Linked DNA regions of Mus musculus: all the other regions are linked to region 2. The links are chromatin contacts, called in public ChIA-PET maps. All regions are on one chromosome and are shown on one strand. The core of a region is the stretch at or near the end of the contact, and the rest is flanking DNA. Distances in the headings are between cores, read along the strand shown. Region 1 overlaps Abl2 (v-abl Abelson murine leukemia viral oncogene 2 (arg, Abelson-related gene)). Region 2 overlaps Axdnd1 (axonemal dynein light chain domain containing 1). Region 3 overlaps Abl2 (v-abl Abelson murine leukemia viral oncogene 2 (arg, Abelson-related gene)).

The links. ChIA-PET counts read pairs in DNA pulled down with a chosen protein or histone mark.
Region 1: a contact with region 2 is called in an RNA polymerase II ChIA-PET map of memory CD8 T cells, with 32 read pairs. The contact joins two enhancer-like sites. A contact is called at or near these places in 1 of 15 datasets of contacts at CTCF or cohesin (large pre-B cells), 25 of 484 Hi-C or Micro-C datasets (B cells, CD8 T cells, DN3 thymocytes and 18 more), 7 of 115 datasets of contacts at active chromatin or transcription factors (the SCID.adh cell line, embryonic stem cells, extraembryonic endoderm stem cells and 4 more) and 2 of 9 other capture datasets (adipose tissue and pancreatic islet).
Region 3: an RNA polymerase II ChIA-PET map of memory CD8 T cells shows a contact between it and region 2, with 11 read pairs. The contact joins two enhancer-like sites. A contact is called at or near these places in 13 of 39 promoter capture datasets (the 3T3-L1 cell line, the C10 cell line, the HPC-7 cell line and 8 more), 3 of 484 Hi-C or Micro-C datasets (bone marrow-derived macrophages, group 2 innate lymphoid cells and neutrophils), 2 of 115 datasets of contacts at active chromatin or transcription factors (T-cell acute lymphoblastic leukemia and memory CD8 T cells) and 2 of 9 other capture datasets (adipose tissue and liver).

The regions. Positions count from the first base shown.
Region 1 is chr1:156,615,461-156,619,021 of GRCm38.p6, reverse strand. All of the region lies in intron 1 of Abl2 (v-abl Abelson murine leukemia viral oncogene 2 (arg, Abelson-related gene)), which reads right to left. Among named protein-coding and RNA genes, the nearest start is that of Tor3a, 57 kb to the left of the region's middle. Within about 2 kb of position 1,896, at least 152 of the 459 cell types and tissues checked have an H3K27ac peak or open chromatin away from gene starts, as enhancers often do. A contact at or near this core is called in CD8 T cells, the P5424 cell line, the SCID.adh cell line and 2 more, where this site is marked.
Region 2 is chr1:156,406,840-156,410,497 of GRCm38.p6, reverse strand. All of the region lies in intron 4 of Axdnd1 (axonemal dynein light chain domain containing 1), which reads left to right. Among named protein-coding and RNA genes, the nearest start is that of Axdnd1, 12 kb to the left of the region's middle. Within about 2 kb of position 2,272, at least 43 of the 459 cell types and tissues checked have an H3K27ac peak or open chromatin away from gene starts, as enhancers often do. A contact at or near this core is called in CD8 T cells, the P5424 cell line, the SCID.adh cell line and 3 more, where this site is marked.
Region 3 is chr1:156,572,633-156,576,272 of GRCm38.p6, reverse strand. The region is part of intron 1 of Abl2 (v-abl Abelson murine leukemia viral oncogene 2 (arg, Abelson-related gene)); the gene reads right to left. Among named protein-coding and RNA genes, the nearest start is that of Abl2, 16 kb to the right of the region's middle. Within about 2 kb of position 2,027, at least 24 of the 459 cell types and tissues checked have an H3K27ac peak or open chromatin away from gene starts, as enhancers often do. A contact at or near this core is called in T-cell acute lymphoblastic leukemia and memory CD8 T cells, where this site is marked.

The DNA of each region.
Region 1 (3,561 bases), core at 647-3,146, 210 kb before region 2:
ACAGTAAAAATCAAATCTTTAAAGGGCCTTTCAGGTCCCTTATAGGTTAATTTGCCCAATTCTTTCTTCCTTCCTTTCTTCCTTTCTTCCAGACAGGGTCTCATTCACTCTGTAGAGCCTCCTGGTCTTGAACTCACAGAGGTCCACTTCCCTCTCTCCTTTCCCCACTGCTGGAGCTGAGGTGTGCACCATCACACAGCAGTTTGTTTTGTTGTTTAAGATTTTTAAAACTTAATTTATGTATGGGTGCCCGTGAAGGGAGAGGGCGTCAGGTCCGCTGGAGCTGGGGTTACAGGTGACTGTATCTGCATTTCTGCACTCACGTATGGGTGCCCATGGAGGAAGGAGGGCAGCAGATGCACTGGAGCTAGAGACACAGTGAGGCCACCTGGTACTAGGATCTGAGCTTCAGTCCTTGGCTAGAGTAGGGAGTATTCACAACCAATGAGGCCTCTCTCCAGCCCTGGTCAACCTTCTCCCTTACCCTTGCTTTCCTGCCCACCACTACCCTCCCCACTACTGCTTAAACAGGGCAGGCACACACCCTGACTTTTTTTTTTCCACTTGCCTTTTCTTCTGGCTAAAATAGTTGTCTCAAAGATATTTCACTCACTGTCTCAAACCGCCCCCCCAAATTTTTTTTCACTCAAATGTAAACCTTTGAGGACATTTTCTGATGATCCTATTCAAAAGTGCATATACTCCTACATGCATGTATAGTACCTAAGTCTCTTGGGTGCAATGTTTTGAGGCCAGGAAGTTTCTTATTTGTTCATTGACAAATAAGTACAGACACACAGAACAACAACAGCTGCTGCCCCCCCCCCCCAAGAGCTTATTTACAAGAGGCTTTTTTAAAAAGATAACAAAAACCAAAACCAACCAACCAACCAAAGTCCCCGGCATGTGGCACATGGCTGTAACACGGGCACTCCAGAGGCTAAGGGAGGAGGATGTTAAGTCCCACATCACATAAGCACAACATAGCAAGACCCCATCTCCAAACAAACTACCCAGCACACAACAAAAGGTTTGCTGAAGGATAATGTGTGGCTTGCAAACTCACAGCAGGCACTATTAGAGATGAGCAGCAAGCCCCCTGGGGCCACACATAGCTCGGTTTACACTGCATGTCTCTTTAAATGTGATGAACCAAAGTTCCGCACTGACAACTGTCAATATACAGGGAGATATCTAGACATGGTCCATCTGCTCTAGGGAGGGACTTCAGGTCCAAAAGAGGGCTACCAAAGTCAAGGTGTCAAAACGTACAAAGAACGGAGTCCACAGGACAATCCTGTGTAAAATTTAAAGCTATGGGAAGAGTTGGGTATTCTTGTCCCAGGAGAGTTAGGTAATATATTTACTATATAATCAACACATACACAAAAAACTCTTCTTCAAAATTTAATAAATGTAATAAAAGCCAACCACTGGTACATACCCCTGAGATGAAGTGAAAAACACAAGATAAATGCAGTACCTAAGAGACAAGGCCCAGAACCCAAGCCCAGGAGACTGTCTTTCCGTTCCCTGGCCTGGCCGCCCCTCCTGTCTCTGACTCTTACAGAGCTTCCTTCTTTCCCTCCTTCCTTCCTCCTTCTTCCCACTCCTTTGTTCTTGTACAACAAGTTCCTGTCCAATCTGTCTGCACAGGATATCCACAGAAAACATTGCCGGTCCTACCCTCTAGCACCAAACAAAAGGAAAATATCATCAAGTAAAAATGCCCAAATTCCCGCTGAGGCCAAGACTAAGCACGGAGCTAATGAATGATCTTAGCTGGAAGGCTGCGGAGGGATGAGTAAAAGAAACAAGAAGAGGCAGACTAAGAGCACGGCAAAAGCAAAGGAAGCCCTGGAGCCTCAGTGAGCAGGGTCCATGGTATGTTCGCCACTAGTTAAGACAGGCAAGCCCTATGAGTCAGACGTACCGCGCCCAATTCAGTGTCAGTGTGGGCTAGAACTTCTTAACAATGCAAGTTAACTAAATCTTTTAATTGACCCACTGCAATAGCAGTAGATCGTGAGGATGTGGAAAGAAGGCAGCAGAGGACCCCAAACTCTACTGAACTGTGTAAAAGACTTAAGGAACAGAAATATTTTGAGAACCATAAAGAAGTAATTTGTTATCTTTTCTACTGAATCATTTGTAGGACAAATACACACACACACACTCACACACACAAAACAGCAACATACTTAAAACCTATAATAATAAAACTGAAACACAAATTCAAATTTGGATATTTAATGCTTAGCTTATAAAGCACATTTTCAATATTTAAATTGTTACTTTTTTTTTAATCATTCTCATTATAGATTGTCAGGCAGTAATCATTGCCTCAAAGTGTTTTCATTATTTTATATTACTTAACATTATTCTACTTTGTATATGCTCTAAGAGGCTAGGAATTTTTAATAACTCTTCTAAAAACTATTTTAGTTGGGAATATATTTGGTAATTTTCAATTTAGCTTAAGTTTTTCAATCAAGATGTGCCATTTAACATCATTTTACATATTATCCATGTTCTTCCATTCATTACACATTTATTAAAGGTCTAGTATGTTGGGTGTGCTGGTACACACATTTACTCTCAGTTCTCATGAGGCAAAAACAGGCTAGCTACTCTCTCTGAGTTTGAAGCCAGCCTGGTCTATACAGCAAATTCTAGGCTAGCCAGTCAGACAGTGAGATTCAATCTCAAATAAAACAAGACAGTGCTGTGGCACACACCTTAACTCCTGGTGCTGGCTGGCAGACGCAGACAGATCTCTGAGTTCCAGACCAACGGAGGTTACATTTTGAGACCCTGCCCCCCTCCCCATAAAACTGAAAAGATAAACAAGCACACAAACAAGCCATGTAATCCTCACTGAGCCCAGTGGAGACTACAGGAGCAGATAACCCACATTTCATTACTGTGTTGTCTACCCCCACCCCAGCCTCATCTCAACACACCTGTCACGTGGGCCACAGCGAACTCCGAGACATCCCTGCCCAGGCAGGGAAGCAAGGTGTCCTGGTCTCTACAGTAACTGGTTGATGGCAGCTGAACAGGTCCCAGGACCATGCCTTTGGCCGAGCAGCATGAAAAGTTAAACTGTTCTGAATAGAAGAGCCTTAAAATTCCACTCTGGCCAGCAAGCCATACACGTGGGACATTACTCACACAGTCAGGGGCCAGAAGGAACAAAGTGCAAGTTCAACCCACAGGGGCGGAGTCCTGAGTAAGGGTGGAGCCACTCCAAAACCTCAGGGATCCGGTGGGGGTGATGCAGAGGCTATTTCAGTCTCACAGAAGTAACTGTTCACAATACAATCAGCTAGGGTCGGTAAGCATAGAAACTTCCAATCCCGAGGACAGAAGGGGGCATGACTGCTCAGTGTTTCCCTGGAGAAACCTGTTTACAGTACACCACCAAACACTTTGAACAGTCAGGAAACGCCTAACAAGACTCATCTTTTACATCACTCCAGTTAGTTCAAGAAACCACAAATCTAAAGTCAAAGAAATAGCTACAGCGTGACTCATAAACACAGGCAGAAGCGGAGAGCA
Region 2 (3,658 bases), core at 1,023-3,522:
GGAATCTATCTTCTACATCTGGCAATTGTCCAGGAATCTGCTCTGATAGGTTATTTATATTCCTGTAATCTATTTACTGTGACTCTCCATTTGCCATTGGGTTTCTTTACTGGCCAAATGGGGCTGTTGTAGTTAAAGCTTTGTGTTGGTTCTATAATAGCTTCTTTTAATAATGTCTCTTTGGTGTCCTTTAGTTCCTCCATCCCACCTTTTATTGGGTATTGTGATGTGGAGGAGGGTGGTATTTTAGGTAATTCTACCTGTGGAATTTTGACTGTGGCCAATAGTATTTTTGGTATTCTTTTTTTTTTTTTCCAAGACAGGGTTTCTCTGTGTAGCTCTGGCTATCCTGGAACTCACTTTGTAGACCAGGCTGGCATCGAACTCAGAAATCTGCCTAACTCTGCCTCCCGAGTGCTGGGATTAAAGGTGTGCGCCACCACGCCTGGCTTGGTATTCTTTTATAATTCAAAAATTTTGGAAATAATTTGTGTATTGTGAGTAGTTGTATGATGTTTTCTGGGGCACTGTACAAATCGAAATCTAATTCATAATTAATTTAGTTATAGGGGTTCTGACTCTGCCTCCAACTCCCTCTACTTCTATGTGGCCTTTAATCTTGTCTGTATTCAGGATCTGTCCTTCATCCAGGGTATATACATTAATCTCACTACCCATGTCCAACAGCCATTTGACCACTTTGGTGGTGCTATTGGGTAGTATAATGGGTAGAGCTACTCTGGGATTTGGATATTGTGTCCCTGAGGTTGAAAGGGATGTCCTCACACTCTTAGGTTTTTCCTGGGTGGCCTCCTGTTCATAGGTCTTGCCCCTACACTCGGCCCTTGGTTGTTGAATCCTGGGTGAGGGGGACCCCGGCCATTGGGTCCCCCCTGCCCTAAAAAAAAAAAAAAAGGTCTGTGAGGAGCTTGTCCAAACAAGAGTCTGGTGGGATTCCATGGTTGGCTTGGTCCTGAGCTAACTGGGAGGTTGGTATTCTGTCTTCCAAATGGATATATATACATATATATATATATATATATATATATATATATACACACACACACACCACACCACACACATATACATATATATGCACACACATAGACATATACACATACATGTATATATAAATATGTATATAAATATTTATATATATATTTATATTTGAACCGTCTCTTTACTCCATTATATTTCTTACTTTAATGGGTAGGTACTTTAGTATAACCTTCTCTGAGTCTAACTCTCTGCATGATTCTAAGAAGTCCATGGCATCTGCCGCACTTGGCATCCTTGCAGTGGTCCAGCTGGGGTCATCCCTGGATGTTGTGGAGCTTCTTTACCGGATTTTCCTAAACTGGGCCAACCTTGGTGCGTGTAGCCGCCTGCGGCCACACTAACTGGGCTCCTGAGTGGGAGGCCAGAGCTGTATGGGAGAGTATGAGAGGAATAACGAGACCAAGACAGATTTCTGATCAAGGCCCAAAGTTTACTAAGAGTCTGTGCTTATAAAGGGGGGAGGCCCATCTCCTGCCACACCAGGCTTCTTGATGCTTTGTTGCTAAGTAGTCTGTCAGAGCTTTTAGCATTAGGTCGCCAAGTCCACAGGTTGTTGGCTATCTCAGGAACATCTCAGGAAGACAGGTTCAGCCTCTCAGCGTAGTGCTTCTTGGAGAAGAGCAGCGGCAGGTGACAGAAAAATAAAGCCATCTAGGTCAGAAGGCTCCACCCCAGGTGGTCTCATTCTCAGTAGCAGCAAGGTCTGAATCAGCCTCCTTCAAGGCAGGGGGAGGCCACAGGTGCTGCCTGTGGGTCAGGAACCTGGTTGTAGCTGAAGTGGAGTACTCCTAATTTCCTTGCTAACTGAATTGCTTTCTGTAAACGATTCCATTTTGCTGAGGCCTCCAACTGAGTTACATCTAAGAAGGGGAATGCCTATCTCCAAGCTGCAGCTATCCAATCAAGCAGTGAATGTGTATCTCCCCTGGAGCTGTCTAACTCATGTTCCAGAGCTTCTGATACGGTGGGATTTTCCCATGACATTTCTAATTTTGTGCATCTCTTTGACCTGGCCGGCAGATCAGTCAACGGGGTCTGCAAGAGAGAGAGAGTGGTATGGAAGGGGCAAGAGACTTGAAGAATGGAGGCAAGACAGGTTGCTGGTCAAGTCCCATTTATTGAAAAACAATTAAGGGCACATAAGCATAAGCTAAGCCTTATGAGTGCAGCTGGAGACACTAAACCACAAGTGACTAGCAGCTGGGGGCACTAAACTGCAAGTCCAGGAAATGTCTGAAAAGAATGAGATGTTATCAGAGTGTGCTCAGCTGTGGTGGGCTGCTTGCAAAAACCGCATGCTAGGAAACAAGTCTCTTGGCAGGGTGGAAAAATACCAGCCTGCAAGTAAAGGGCGGGAGATGGCTGCAGAGTTGATAGCCCCTTTCTCCTAGGAGACGGTTCCCAACATCTCTTGATCTGGTAACATTATTATATCTGCTCCCTTCTCCCACAGTTTCACTATGTAGCATATGCATCCTTCATGCCATTTTGGGCATAATTTTTTTCTAATTTCATTAAGTTCCTGTGGGGTATATGCTCTGGTTCCTATTATTACCTTCTTGGGGCTGGTGTGTCCAGAAGCTCCAAAGCACAGCATGAAATGCCGAGGGCCTTGCCTGCGCAGCCATCAGAGCCAGGCTACGACATATGCCAGACCGGAGGAGAGTGAAGTGAGTGTGTGAATGAATGCAATCCCATTTCACTTTCTATTTGTTTTATTGTTGTTTATGAATAAACACCCGTATAACCTGATAAACTGGCACTCTTTCTCTCACTCTTGGCTCCATCCCTAATCCCAACTTCCCCAAATTGCCCTCCAACTGCCAAATGAGCGCTGTGGTATATCTATCTGTGCCTATATTTACACACCCCTCCCAGAAATACACATCCCAACCAACAATAAAGTAATGAAATATTTTTTGAGATATGGTCTTATTGCCTAGCTTTTGCTAACCTGGAGCTTACTGTGTAGACCAGGCTGGTCTTGAACTCACACAGGTCTGCCTGCTTCTGCCTCCCAAGTTCTGAGATTAAAGGCATACCTACCTTGCCTAAGTAAGAATGTAGTAGATGTAGAATTGTGTATAATTGTATATATTTACATAAAAAGAGAGGGAGGATATAAAATGCCTGCTTTTCCTTGACATAGACACAGCATTCACATGGCCAGCTTCACAAAGACTTCACACACACTTTCTGTGAGCAAAGGAAAACCTTTCTTTTATTAAATTTCAACATGACATTTTCTTTTCTTAATTTTTCTTCTTTTCTGTATATGTGTATGTGTGTGTGTGTGTGTGTGTATATATATATATATATATATATAGAGAGAGAGAGAGAGAGAGAGAGAAAGAAAGAGAGAGAGAGAGAGAGAGACTCACTCACTTTGTAGCTTTGGCTGGCCTCAGGCAAGGATCCACCTGTCTGTGTCTCTTGGGTGCTGAGACTAAAGGTGTGTGCTAGCATCCCATGCTCATTAGGATGTTTTCATACACGTGCCATTTGGCTTTGTTCTGTTAGTCCTCCTTCTGCGGTGCCCTCTTTCATGCTTTGGGTGTTTCTATCTAATAAAAATTTTAAAATGTGTGCAATACTACTT
Region 3 (3,640 bases), core at 778-3,277, 170 kb before region 2:
AGTGGCTCTGACTCCCAGGACATCAGTCACTGAGCTGTACCCTGAAATGACTGCTGAAATGGTCACTGCTTGCCTCTGTAACCACTTCTGTTACTGTGCTCTGCTCCTTTATAAACTGCGCTCTGCAGGACAGAGGACACAGCCTTCAAGAAAAATGTGACCTAAGGGAGGACAGAAGTAATAATAAAAAAAAGTTAAAGAAAAGCATTAATATCAGTGTGAGGACTATTCAGAGGGGCTCTAAGATGATTATGGCAGCTCAAGCCTGTAACCCCAATAGCGGTGAGCCTGACACAGAAGACAGGCTCAAGCACAAGGCCAGCCGGACTATAGTATGAGGTCAATGAACACTTCCTCCTTCACTCAAGAACTCTAGTTTAAAACGTTCGCAATTAACAAAGTGATAAAACATTTATCCCGAAATTAAATTTACTCTTTGTTTCACTTTGGTTGTCAATACCAGTGAGTGACAGCAGAGCTTTAATGACTGTCCTCCAAGGACACAGGGCTAAGGGTCTGGTTCCAGTTTTTGTTTACATTCTCTCTGATGTAATGAAAAGTACTTTGCTAGAGAAAGGGTAGCAAATGCCTATGGGGTTTTTCCCTAGTGTGGAGACAAAGCAAGATCCCTCTGCCCTCTTATATTCAGAACTGAGGACCCAACTCAGGGCCTAGAAAGCTCTACCACTGAATAAAACACCTAAACCCCCAAAAATATCTGAATTTTATTTTTGAAAAATCCAAGAAAATGTTTTCATTCTTCTGTTGATTCTATGCCTTTAAAATTCAGTAATTAAAAATAAATACAAATGGCCAGGCAATGGTGGCAATGGTGGCACACACCTTTAGCCCCAGCACTCAAGAGGAAGAGGCAGGTAAATCTCCGAGTTCAAGGTCAGCCTGGTCTATCGAGAGGCTCCTGTTCTAGGACAGCCAGGGCTACCCAGAGAACCCAGTCTCAATTTAGCTGAGCAATTTAAATTCAGCTCATTTAGATCCTGATCATCATATTATGGTACATATTGGAAAAGTCCAATAAAACAGTGAGATCCTGGTACATAATTAAAAAGGCAAATCAACATAACAAGAACAGAAAGACAAGAAATAGACTCAAAAGCACACAGCATGTTGTACAGGTTGTGCATGCTTACTCCAAAACACATGCTCCTAAGTTTGAAATGACTCAATATCCCAAATGCTTCTTTTTTGTTTGTTTGTTTTTGTTTTTGTTTTTGTTTTTCGAGACAGGGTTTTTCTGTATAGCCCTGGCTGTCCTGGAACTCACTCTGTAGACCAGGCTGGCCTGGAACTCAGAAATCCGCCTGCCTCTGCCTCCCGAGTGCTGGGATTAAAGGCACGCACCACCACGCCCAGCTCCCAAATGCTTCTTGAAAAATAAATAAATAAATAAATAAATTTTAAAAAGCAAGTTTCAGACTTTGGATCATTGCAGGTTTCAGAATTTTAAATCAGGGATCCTCAACCTGCAGAATCTGTACAATCTATGCAAGGTCCAAAAGCTCCCAAATCTGAAACACTTGTAACAGCACCAAGTATGTTGCTGGATAAAGACGCTGTATGCACAAAATAAGCATTCAATGGTGGTTGTACTAAAATCCTCACCCTTTCTGTTAGCCACTCCAACTCCATTCAGATAATCCAGAGCTGTAATAGCTCATGTACCTAAAGTGATAGCCCACATCTTTCACTGGAGCGCTGTATACAACCTAATAATAAAATTCACCCATACAATGAGATGACATATATCCTTGGGGGGGGGGGGTACTTAGGAGATGGTTCAGCTGGTAAAGGCAGATTGGGGGTCGGGGGGCCTCAGTGGCTAGCTAGCCTAACCTAACAGGCAAGCCTCAGGTCCCAGTGAGACCTGTTTCCTGAAGAACACCAAGGCTGACCTCAGAGCCTAACACATAAAAGGAGTCAAGCATGGTTCACACAACTGAGAAGCTGAGGTAAGAATAGCATCATGAGTTTGAGGTCAGACTAGGATACAGTGAGAGATCCTATCTCAGAAAAGAAAAGGCAAGAGGGTTATAGCTCAGTGGGGAAAGTGTTTGCTGCCACAAGCCTGGCACCCTGAGCCAGGTTAGCTTACGTTGTCAATTTAACACACCTCAACTGAGAAACTGCCTCCAAGTGATTGGCCTGTGGGCATGTCTAGGAGGCATTTTCTTGATTACTAATTGATGAAACAGGCTCCAGTCCACTGTGGGTGGTACTATCCCCAGGCAGGTGAATCTGCACTGCATAAGAAGGGAGCAGAATGAAATTAGAACCAAGCCAGTTCCAGTTCCTGCCTCAAGTTCTTGTCCTAGCTTTCCCTGATGATGGACAGAAACCTGTAGGCCAAACATCCTTTCCTTCCTCAAGTTGTTTTTAGTTAGTGTTTCATCACAACATAAAGGAAGAAGACAGCCAACTCCACACATTCAGTGGACACACACATCATGCATACACTAATAATAAATTCCTGATGTGGAAGAATCAACCAATATAAATTAAGGGTAGTAGGTAGGAGATAAATCGAAAAACGGTGTATATGTTCCCACTAGTCTAAAGTGGAGGAAGAAGGGGACACAACACAAGTGAGATATCTTGGGAGAAAGACACTTGCCACCAAGCCTGATAACCTGTGTTTGATGTCTGGAATCCACTTGGAAGGAGAGACCCCAACCCTCAAGTGACTGAGGCTGACCTCCACCATGGCACACATTACCCACACATTTACTTACACAACAAGTAAATAAATACAGAAGTTTGACAAATAAAATAGAGAAGGGTAGTGGCTATATATGCACATATAGATACACATGTGTGTGTGTGAATATAATGTGCTACCACATTAACACAGCTGGAAGAAGAGTGCAGAAATACCAAGACCTGCCAGACCTTCTGAATTCAAGTGGTTAAAATCACTAGCCCTTCAATAAATAAATCATTTACAGCTTAAAAGAAATACCAAGCCCTTCAGCAGTAGGAATAAATGCCAAAAGAATATTTTAAGAGTTATAATAAAGAAGAGCCAAGCAACCATTAAACCCTACAGACAAGCCAAAACTGAGAAAGCCAGCTGGAGGGAAAGTACACCAGACAGATGCACCGAGCAAAGACACCAAAACCCTGCAGTGCACAATAGGAAAGGCAAGTACTCAGACTTGACTCTCATAGCACGCCAGCTCCAGGCTTGCACCAGGCTTTGCCTGCCCACTCCAATGATCCCTGCCCTTTACAGAAGTGCCTCGATTCCCAGCACCTTTGCGCTTAGCTCTACTGGCTCTCCATTTCTTTTCTAGCTTAGCTACACAAGAGGAGTGTTTTTAGGATCATTTTAAAATATGCTTTGTCCCTTTTGGGAGGGAAGAAGGGGGGAGACAGGGTCTCCTGTAACCAAGTATGGCCTTGCATTTACTAACCTTAAACTCTTGATCATCCTGCCTCTACCTCCCAAGTGCTGGTACCCAGCTCTTTGTAAGAGAGGAATAACTGATTCCCCCAAGTGAAGTGCCGAGCAAACACATCCAATCAGAAAGTTGGTTTGGGGGTGGGGGGGTTGTACATGCGCTTAGGTATACATTTAGAAACATGAAAATTAAGCCAAGGCACAGAATATATCTAAATATGA